2 separate regions of the Rattus norvegicus genome follow, and region 2 is linked to region 1. The links are chromatin contacts, called in public Hi-C maps. All regions are on one chromosome and are shown on one strand. Each heading gives the region's core, a stretch centred on a gene start, on an enhancer-like site or on the middle of the called end of the contact. The rest is flanking DNA. Distances are from core to core; before and after follow the strand shown.

The links. A called contact is a pair of places that touch in the nucleus more often than the background predicts.
Region 2: a contact with region 1 is called in a Hi-C map of mammary epithelial cells, with 4 times the contacts expected there. The contact joins the promoter of Enox2 here to the promoter of Rbmx2 in region 1. A contact is called at or near these places in 4 of 12 Hi-C or Micro-C datasets (frontal cortex, kidney, mammary epithelial cells and 1 more).

The regions. Positions count from the first base shown.
Region 1 is chrX:132,763,976-132,769,478 of GRCr8, forward strand. Rbmx2 (RNA binding motif protein, X-linked 2) reads left to right here and starts at 2,420. Exons shown (of 6, transcript NM_001113786.2): 1 at 2,420-2,431; 2 at 2,621-2,736; 3 at 4,758-4,809. The coding sequence starts at 2,427.
Region 2 is chrX:133,467,221-133,472,896 of GRCr8, forward strand. It overlaps Enox2 (ecto-NOX disulfide-thiol exchanger 2), which reads right to left and starts at 3,671. Exons shown (of 15, transcript NM_001427048.1): 1 at 3,537-3,671; 2 at 2,193-2,252.

The sequences.
Region 1 (5,503 bases), core at 1,170-3,669:
AGGAGCTGGGGCAGAAGCCATGGAAGGAGCTGCTTACTGGCTTACTCCCCATGACTTACTCAGCCCACTTTCTTATAGAACCCAGGTATTACCAGCCCAGGGGTGGCTCCACCCACAGTGGGCTGAGCCCTCCCACATAAGTTACTAATTAAGAAAATGCCCTTACAGCTGGATCTCATGAAGATATTTCTTTAACGGAGGTTCCTCCCTCTCTGATGACTCTAGCTTGGGTCAAATTGACACAAAACCTGACCATACATTTGCAAACAAATGTATGTGTATAACATGTAGAAAAGAGAACAAGAATGCTAAATGTTATGTGATGAGGATGGACTGAGTGCTAGTAATGGACATGAGTGAAAGAGGATATAAATCTAATTCTAGTTCCAATGGTGTCCCTGTTTTATTGTGGTTTTGATGATGGATACATGAGTGGAAATATATTTGATAATGAAAGTATAAAATCCAATGTGAAGTTCCATAGCTTCTGCTATGAACTCTAACTGTATAATAGTTCATTGAGTTGTATAGTCTTTTAGTCTTATTAACTTCAGTGTTAAACTTGTAACCTTTTTTAAAATAATAAATTTTAAAATAAAAAAGGTTCACTAATTCAGTAGGGCCTGTTGATCGCCCTTTTAGGAAATAACTCCTCTGGAAAGTGGTCCCGTAGACTCTAAATTAAAAGGCATAGCTTTATTGCTTCCAGTCCCTTTCTTTCCACCAGTTGGCAGGAAGATTTGTAGCTTCTTTGCTCTGTAGTCATTCAAACTTTACAAAATGGTCTTTAAGCTTCTTTCTGAGTCCATTTAAAAATTAACGAAACTAAGAGCTCTCTGAGAGCACTGAGTTAGCCAGAGCCAGGCTAACTCTATGTCAGGCTGCAACCTGACAGTTTGGGCGACTAGGCCCAAGTTTCTGTTTTTCAGAAATGAGAACCTGGATCTAGGAACCCGTGTTCAGCCAGCCACAGCAGCAGGCAGTCAATCAGATGATGCCTTGCCACCCTGGAAAGTCCACAGAGCCCTAACCAATCACAAAAGCACCCACACCAGCCAACCAATCAAGGGAAAGAAAAGTAAATGTCACCCACCCTACCCTGACAGACTTTAAATTGACCCTACAGAGCACACACCTAGGCTTTCATTTCCAAATGGGGAGACTCTTGCATGCAGGAAATTCTGCTGAATAAACACTCTTTGCTTTTGTATACTATTTGAGTCTGGGGGGTATCATTCTTCTGCTACTCTTGGACCCTAACACTCACAAAAAGGAACTCCTATTTTCTGTTTACATACTGATTTCTGGATAATTGTGATATGAATAATTATTAATTATATGATAATTATGATATGAAGTATTCAAGTACATATAGATTTCCCCTTATACCATTAGTTCTATGCATGCAGAAAACCAGTCCTCCAGATTCCTTCTATAGACCAACTGTACAGAACAAATTTAGATGCTCAATAAGGGATGATTAAATTAGCCTGACCTGATTGGTACAAGCTCAAGACATTTCAAGTTAAGCAAATTTTAAAAGATTTATTAGTTTTACTCATGTGTATGTATATCTGTGCATGCCATGGGAGTGCAAATGCCCACAGAAACCAGAGGAGGAGGATGGATCTTCTGAAGTTGGAGTTGTGAGCCACTTGTTTTGGGTGCTGGGATCTGAATACAGGTTCTCTGGAAAAATCACCAAATGGTCTTAACCACTGAACCACCTCCCTAGACATTCAAGCTAATTTGTTGAAGCTCAGTTTTTTTTTCCTCTGTAAAGTAGGGGTGGTAACTGTATTTCATGGGGTTGTTGGGAGGCCAGCTTGGTCTACAGAGCGATGTCCAAGACAGCTAGGGCTACACAAAGAAACCCTGTATGTAAAGAAACAGAGATTGAATGAAAAATGAAAATGGCAGAAACTGAGCCCCTTGGAGGCAGAGGTTTAGGGTAGGGGCAGCCACTGGTGTGAGACTTAGCCTGGGTTTGAGACCTAACAGAGACAACATGCATAAATTTTCTATCATTTGGAACCTTTACATTCTCTAACTCTTCAATTGTTAGGTACTAATTTGACAATGCTAATTTTTGCCTGCCTCTGGAAAAAGGCCACATCCGTTATTTAAATCTGTGGGCATTTAATTCAGACTGCAGAAGCACACGGATCCACTGTAACGCCCAGGTTCCCACCTTCGAGCTACACCAAAAAGGGAAGCAGGGAATAACTAGGGAACTATTTCGCCCCTGGAGCAAAAGCGTGAGAAAGCGCGTTTGCGTTACTGCGCATGTGCCGAGGCTTAGCGCGCCGGAAGTCCCGCCTCCATTTCCGTTGGCTCCAATCTGAGCTGAGTGTTCGGGTTGCGCGCGCGCTTCGGAGCCTCACCCGGAAGCTGATGTCTTAAGAGCGGAGCGCGAAGATGCGAATATGAAGTAAGGATTTAGTTTCTCTGAGGACAGGGGAGGGAGTTTCTCTGAGGAAGGGAGAATGGATTGAGGAGGGCCGCCCATAAGGGCGGGGACAGGTCCTCGCCTTCAGGGCCTCGGGGCGGGAGACGACCGGTACGTAGAAGGCGGGCTGTGAGGAAATGTACTTAAACGTCTTTCCCTTCTCCCGCACAGCCCTTTAACTAAGGTGAAGCTGATCAACGAACTGAATGAGCGAGAGGTTCAACTTGGGGTGGCAGAAAAGGTGTCTTGGCACTCGGAATACAAAGACAGCGCCTGGATCTTTCTTGGTGAGGTCTACATTTTTCTCTAGCAGTGCCTTTCAGAGTCTGTACCTCCCCTCCCCTCCTCCCCCTTCCTCCTGGTTGTTTAGCGCCCCTGGTCGTCACCTCTGAACACGCTGCTCGTCACCTCACACTCTTGCAGCTAGTCTGCTCACAGGTTCCTTTTTCACTTGGCCCCTATGATACTGCTTAGAAATTGGTATTTGCCATTCATTATATGAAAAATCTTGCCACTTGGTTGCTTAGAGACAGTTAACTCCCCAGGCAACCCATAGTGATGTCAAGGAAACTGAGGCGCACAGGGGTTACTGGGCTTGCTTAAGGTGCTGCATCACTCAAAACTATAGGGCTGTGTTCTTAGTCCTTATTGCATGTCTATTATCTGCCGTTTCTCAGAATTATTTTCCTCTTGTAAGTGGCTGCTTCTCCCAGTTCTTTGTTGTATTGTTAGGTACCAGAACAGACATTAACTGGCTTGGACGACATTGAGGGTTTCTCCTGCTTAACATTTGAAAGGCTATCTGAAAATGTGGAGGGATGTGAGCTTTGTTGTTCATTAAGGGAAAACTACTGATGAAAAGAATACAGTCTGGATTACACCCCTGGCCCTGGGTAGATACCGGGACATTTTCAGGAATCCTAAATGTTACATGCTTGTGTTCCCCTTCCTTAAGACAATCCAACAGGCTTTAAATTTTCTGGCCAGGAGTCACCTGTCAGGAAAGCTCAGTCATCTAAAGACACGCTAAGGACATGGGAGGGAAATGATCCCCAGTGCAGTTGTTACTGGTCTCTGTGTTAAGTCTACCTGTTATTCTGAGTTCTCACTTATCCCCTGCCCTCCCTTTCTGTCCATTCTCTGGATGCTGGCTGGAATCCTGAACATGCTTGCCCGGAACACTTTGGACTGTCTCATTCCAAATCTAAAGGCTCTCCTATCCCCTTGAACCACTCCTCTACCTCCATCTCTGTGCATTGCTGCTTGCTTGACCGCTAATTCAGAAGGCATGGCTGCTTCTTCTGCAGCTCCTTCATCCCAGTAGCTGCTGAAGCTTACAACTTGCTTCCCTATCAGCTCTCTCTCAAATGCTAATAAAATGGACCTCAAGCTTCCTCCTTAGTCTGCTTTAGAATTATATTATCAAGATAAGACATTACTAGCCTTTGTAAAAGGGGAACTCTTAACTCTCTGGTGACAATATTATTATCCTGTATTCACTTTATGTCCCAACCAAAATCCTGCAGTTTACCTTTGGAAAGAGGCTGTTGTAATAGGTATTGTGTTAAGCACTTTATATTCCTCATTTTACTTTATTTCTCTAACACTCCTGTGAGGCAAATATGATACCATCCCATTTTTACACTTGAGGGAAAACATGGAGGGAGGGGAAATTGTTTCCTATGAAATGCTTAATATTATCCCTTATAAATCTTAGCTTGCACATAAGTGAGGGTAATAATAGTATACTTAAACTTGCTGTTTATGAGATTGAGTCTTGTGCAGGAAATCACCTGCTTTATAGGATTTTTGGATGTGAGGATTCAAAGATAAAATTAATTTGGTGAGTGATGACCCCAGCCTTTCCACTCAGAGTTACTATTTTTTTCTCTTTCTCTTCTCTTCTTTTCTTTCCCTCCTTTCCCTTCCTTTTCTCCTTTTTTTCTCTCTCTCCCTCCCTTCCTTCTTCCCTCCCTCCTTCCCTCCTTCCCTCCTTTTCTCTCTCTCTCTCTTCCCCCCTCCCTCCCTCTGTACCTCCCTCTCCCTCTTTCTTCCTTTCTTTCTCTCTTTCTTTGAGGCAGAGTTTTACTATGAAACCACTGTGTAGACCAGGCTTGCCTGGAACTCACAGAGATCTGAGAGTTAATTACTTTCCTTCCGGACTACTGTCACTATACCCACTCATTCTATCATTGGATTAGACTGATATATTTGAGATTGTGGCTTGTTTAATCTGTACCTCCAGTGCCTAGCATGCAGTAAACACTTGCTTAATGTTTGTTGAACCCAAGTGTTTGTTTTCTTCTAGGAGGGCTTCCTTATGAACTGACAGAAGGAGACATCATCTGTGTGTTCTCACAGTAAGTCCTCTGTTGTTACCTATCTCCTGGGTGCATAGAACAGTTTGCTTCCATAGAGTATTTTTGTAACAGCAACAAAGCATTTCAAGCTGGGTGTGGAGTTGTACACCTCTATAAGAGGCTGAGGTAGGAAGATCACTTGGAGTGAGACCCTGCCTCAAAAAGCCATGAAAACCATTTAATTCTAGGCTGAATGACATCCATGCATGGGGAAGGCTAGAGTCTAGCTCAGTCCCAGGTTAGATAAGGTTCCAGAGAATTACCACATGGGAGATCCCAAAGCTTGGATCATTTGAGAGTCTGTCTGAGGGACTTTAGTCCGTTTCTGTCATTTTTACTGAGCTTCGTTCTGCATGGGCTTACATTGGAACAGACAGGCATTCAGGAAGATGCAGTATTGCCCCTTCTCTTTGGGTTCTTGAAAACTATGGGTCATCCATGATCACAGGGCTCTCTGAGCCTTACCTGTATAGTATTGGGCCAAACAGAAATAGACCTTGTCTGGTATGCTTTATTATCATTGCTGAATTGTTCTCTGAAATGGTTTTACTCATTTCTACCCTAACAGGAATGCCTATTTACCCTTTTTTTTGGAGATGGGATTTATCTGTAGCCCTGGTTCTCCTGTAAAATTCTGTATACCAGGCTGGCCTTGACTCAGAGATCTGTTTGCTTCTGACTCCTAAATGCTGGG
Region 2 (5,676 bases), core at 2,421-4,920, 700 kb after region 1:
GTTGGATTCATGGAGATGTTTGTTACATTTTTGTCACACAATAATCACTTCTTAGATGTCTAATATTCCAGGTGCTCTTTCTAAGTGTATGGAGAGGAACAAGATGTGGTCCCTGCCCTCAGGAGCTTACAACCTACTGAGACAGAAAGATCCACAGAACGAACACTACAGTATGATCTGCTCCAGAAGAGAGGTAGGCAGTATAGGTCCCTCAGAGGGAGATCATGAACCTTGCATTGTGTGTCTATTCATACATATGTGGATTGTTTAATGGGAAGGCTACACAGAGATGGTCATATTTCAATTGAATTTTGAAGGGTCTCAGTAACACTCAGTGAAGCAAGAGGGGTGCTTTTGTATAATCCAAATCCACTCTCCTGAAGAGTGACCATTCCCCTGACTGTTACCTTAATGTATGAAATAGCATGCTCTGGCAATATTACGCCCAACATAAAAGATAAAGGACAAGCAAGTAGCAACACTAATAGGATAATATTTACATGTACAATTCCTACTAATTCTAGCTAATAAGTGTAAGTATCTCTTAAGTCTGTTTCCTCCTCTCCCAGTCACTACTTATCTCTCCGAAGGAAAACACTCTCCTCGTACACTGATCAAGCCTCCCTCCAGTGAAAGTGTGCTAGTGATTCTCCTTTGCTAAAAATGTCAAGTTATTTTCTATTGCCTACTAGATTTCTTACATCTAATTATATGAGGTTATAACTTGGTGATATAGAATATATTCATACTCTTACTTACTTACTATTTGTCCTTAGATCAACTCAAGACTAATATAGTTTCTACTTTATTAAATCAAGTCCTATGTTACCTTAGGTTTGATGAACTAATCCAGATTTTTTTTATCAGAAACATTCAAATATGCAACGAATGAAACTTGGAAGTGTGTGCGGAAGCACAAAATGACTACCACTGGTCCATGCCCCCCATTTTGAGAGCCAATGGGCCTGGGGGAACACATTCATATTTCATAGCATTACAGCTGATTCTTCAAAAAATCACCCTCAAAGTGCTGTAGCATACTTTGGTTGAACCTTCCTTATCCTAGACCATCTGTACCAAGCTGTGACAAACTGATCATATTGAAAAAAACTTATTCTACTCTTATATAGACACATGTCTTTCACACAGTGATTCCCTTATCTCCCAAGGACTGCCGTCTACCCTTCTTTGCCTGGCAAACTCTTTACCTTTCAAGGCCTCGATGTCATGTCACCTCCTTACCAAAGACATCTCCAAAACCCTCTCCTCTGATTAGCCACTCTTTCCTCTACCATGACACAAAGCTTTGTACCTGTTTCTGTTATCCTACAATTTTCCACTGTATGGATCACCTAGCTCTCCTAAACCCAGTGACCGTTCAGGTCGTGTATTTGATTGCATCTTCTTACATTTTGTGTGTGCTCAGGTCCCAGAGGGTATCTAGTAAGCTGGGTCCCTTTCAAAGAACAGAAATGAAATAAATTCCAAAGAAATGTCTAGATCCAAATGGTTCAAAGGTAGGACATAGTTTCTGTATGGAATCATCTAATTAAGAAAAAGATACATTGGATATAATTTTGGCAGACATAATCAACTATGGCTATAATAGTTAAGCTAATTTGGTATTGGCAACTACTTTATAGCAGACACACTCTGATACAAAAATCCAAAGGACTCATTTGGGTTTCTTCCAGGATAAACAATTGTACCTTAAAGCAATCCTTTCCTTGCCACAGTTGGAAAATCAAGAACAAAAATGTACATCAGAACTAGGAAACCATGCGGGAAAGAGCATGGGTTTTCAAGTCAGAAGTCTGTACACTAAAACTCCACCTCGATGACCTCCAATCTATTTGTCCTCAAATATTTGCTTAAAATATCCATTTTAGTTTCTTCTTCTAGAGAAATAATGGAAATGATAGTACATAGGAGACTCTCAGACAATGTAGCAAAGTGTTTATGATACTTGGGACATTATGTGGGCTCAATAAGTAGGAGTCATTATTGTCATCTAATCAGATGATTACAATTCAGGTATCTGCTACAGGAGGACAGCAAACTCATTTCTCAAGAAAATATGTTTGTGGCGATTTTGCCTTCTAATTGAAGAATACACGTTGTGGCAAAGATTAGCCACAAACAAAACATCTACAAGACAAAAGTTTCTCCTTATATTTAAATTAAACTCACACCTGGAACACACCACCACACTTCTTTGTGTTCTCCAAGAATTGATCTCAAATCAGGTTCCCCTAGGATGAAAAGGAAAATCACCCAGTCTTAATTTTTTTGTCTTTAATTTTATTCAATACAGAATAAAATCCAAACTTTGTATCTTCTTCAACCTGTCATGTTACTATGATCTCCCAATATTATCCTAGTATTATCTCCCAATATAGTCCTCCCTTATATAACCACAGGCACCTCTGTCATACACTCCTCCCTTTTCTACCCACTACTTCTTAATCTCCAAGTCCTGCATCATCAGGAAGCATTTTCTTCCTCTGTTGCTCCTTTTGAATCTCCTTTATTCAACTGAAGCCCAAATTAAAGGTATCAACAAAGCACACCAGACTACTTTTCTGAACTCTTGTTCTAAGGGAAGAGGAAGTTTCAGCACACATTTGTAATACACAATAATTAATGCATTGTGTTTCCCACTCTATACTGTGTTTCTTAGATGGTGTGCCCACTGCGTGTCTATCAATATTGGTGTTGGACTTTGCTGGAAGCTCTTAAAATGTTTCAGGTGTTTAAATGGTCCAATTTGCCTTCTATTCCCACCAGAACACTGTCCTGAACCTTACTTATGTATTTCTCAAAAGTAAGATTCCTTTTTTCTGTTTCCTATCCCTTCTGGAAATTGAAGAACACCTTTTCCACTCCAATGACTAGTTGAAAAAGGACAGTAAAGAGAAATGAGTCGATTTAAAAGAAAGAAAATAGAAAGAAGGAAAGAAAGGAGAGAGGGAGGGAGGAAGGAAGGAAGGAAAGGAACTTCATTATCAGGAAGCAGAAATGGAAAGTGACAGAAAATCAAGCCCTAGGTACAGCAAGGAATTTCCACTCACCCAGAGGGAACAGGGGTGCAGGGTGGGGTGGGCTGGGGTGTGTTTCTATGTATGTGTACTTGCAGTGGTAGGTGCTCAGACCTGAACAACAAATTGAGGAGAGAGAGAGAGAGAGGAAAAAACAGAGCACCCAACTCCTGAATGAAAGAGAATCCAGATGCCACTTACTGGAGATTCTCTCATTCTGTGAAGGAGCACATGCTGGGGGGGGGGGTGTCGGGTGGGGGGACGAGTGGTGATCGGAAATAAAACAAAAGAGTTGGGAGGGTGGCGTGCTTGTGCTCTGGATGCTCAGGCAACTGGTGCCCACTCCCTAACTCCCAGTCACAACACCCCCACCCCTGAAGAAGAGGGCTGGGCGGAGTTAGGCGCCAAAGACGGTGGCCCCGGAAGCACCCTCCTCCCTAGACCCTCTCGGTCCCACAGTCCCCAGCCACTGCCACTCGGGCTTTCTGCCTCGCTGACCTCCAGCTCCCCGGCTACCGAAGCGCTACTCCTTAAACAGCCGCGGAAAATCGGGCCGGCTCGGAAGTTCCTGGACCCGGAGTGCCCTCAGAGTGCTGCGTGCCCCACAACTGTCTTCCCAACTGTGCACATTCTATTAGATGGCCTAGGCCAGGCAATGGGGCCCAATAGCTGGACTCTAATCTACAGGGTGACTATTGAGGCCTCGCCCATTGGCTACAGCGTTAGGAAAATGCGGAGGCCTAAGAGTGTGTCCTCATGGGAAATGTAGTTTGAAGTCACTGGAGACTTTTCTTCCTCCGAACTATCCAATATTTGCTCTGGTTGAGTTACTCAAGGGACGCTAGAGGATTCTGGGAGATGAAGTCAGAATACTTTCTTCTAGATACCCACAATTCCTCTCACACCAAGCTTCCGAAAAATTCCCCGAGTTCAAAAACCGGAGAGTATTATGGGTATTGTAGTTTAGTGTGCAAGGCTCCTCAAACAAGTTTAGGATAAAGAGCTTGCAGAGGCAGATTAATGTTCTAGACTCTTGAATACTATAAAAATATTTATGTTTTGAGAAAGCACGTTTACACTGACATAATTTGACATTTTCACTTGAAGTCTGAGTACGGTTAATTTTTTTTTTCTAGGCAGAATGTTGCTATCTAGCGCAGAACTGCCATTAAGTTAAGAATCCTACTGCCTAAATCTCTTAAGATACATAATTAAACACATGTGCTATCAACACACACACACACACACACACACACACACACACACACACACACACACACACAATTTCTGTTCTGTTAAGATTAAAATTTTAATTAAAAACGTACCTTTGCCCTTTATAAGAGTCATTAGAAAACTAGATACTTCTAATTAGGAATCAGATTTTTCCTTAGAACTTGTCATACTTAAATGTAGAAATGTGATGTAGGAGATCCCAAAAGAAACCTATCTATTAAATAAATAGGCAGTGAAGCTGTATTCTTGCAATGAAGATCAATGGGGCTGTGCCATATTCTGGTATAATGATATAGCTCATAACAGACAAACAATGCAACTGCAATAGAAAGTAACTTTATATATCTTTAAGAAAACAACTTTTAAGTAAAACTATGTGAAAAGAGACCAGTAAATAAATGGACGGATAAACACTGATAAACCTAACTTCATAAAAGACACATTAGATCTAAAAGCACATACTAATACCAACACATCTAAAGTGAGTGACTTCAATACCCCACTCCAACCAGTAGGCAGGTCATCTGGATGAAAATTAAACAGAGACATTCTGGAGCTTACACAACATCAAAAATCAAATAGTCTAAACAGACATCTACAGAAAATTACATTCAGACACTAAAGAGTGCATATTCTTCTCATCGGTCCATGGAAATTTCTCCAAAATTAGCCTATTAGAACACAAATCAAGGCTGAAAAAAAAAAACAAAGAAAAGAATGATTTTCTTGAACCACAGTGGAATAAAGCTGGATATCAACAGCAATAAAAAAACTATAGGAAATACACAAACACAAAGAAACAAAACACATTGGTGGATGATAATTGGGTCAAAAAGCTCAAGAAGAAAATTCTTAGAATTGATAGAAAATGAAAACACAGCACATCAAAATAAATAGCACACAATGAAGCCTGGGCTAAGGGGAAGGGTTATAGCACTAAATGCCTACATTCAAAGCAAGAGAAAACTGAGAGCTAGGTGTGGTGGTGCCCATCTTTCCTGGTGCTAAGGATGTTGAGGCAGGCAAGGCTCTATGAATTCAAGGTTTGACCGGTTTACATAATGAGTTCTAAGCCAGCCAAGGATACATAGTGAGACCATGTTTCAAAACAAACAAACAAAACTTGATGGATTGTAAATTAATCAAAAGAGAGAAGAAAGACGATCCAAATTAACAAAATTAGAGATGAAAGGGAAGACATTACAGCAGACAGTGAAGAAATTCAGAGAATCATTACAAGTTCATATTACACTAAAAGTAAAAATCTAAAAGAAGTGGATAAACTTCTAGATACCCATGACTTACCAAACTTGAGCTAAGATGAAGTAATATAAAAAGACACACAGCAACCAATGAGATATAAGCAGGAGTAATAACTCTCCCAGCTAAAAAATTCCTAAGACCA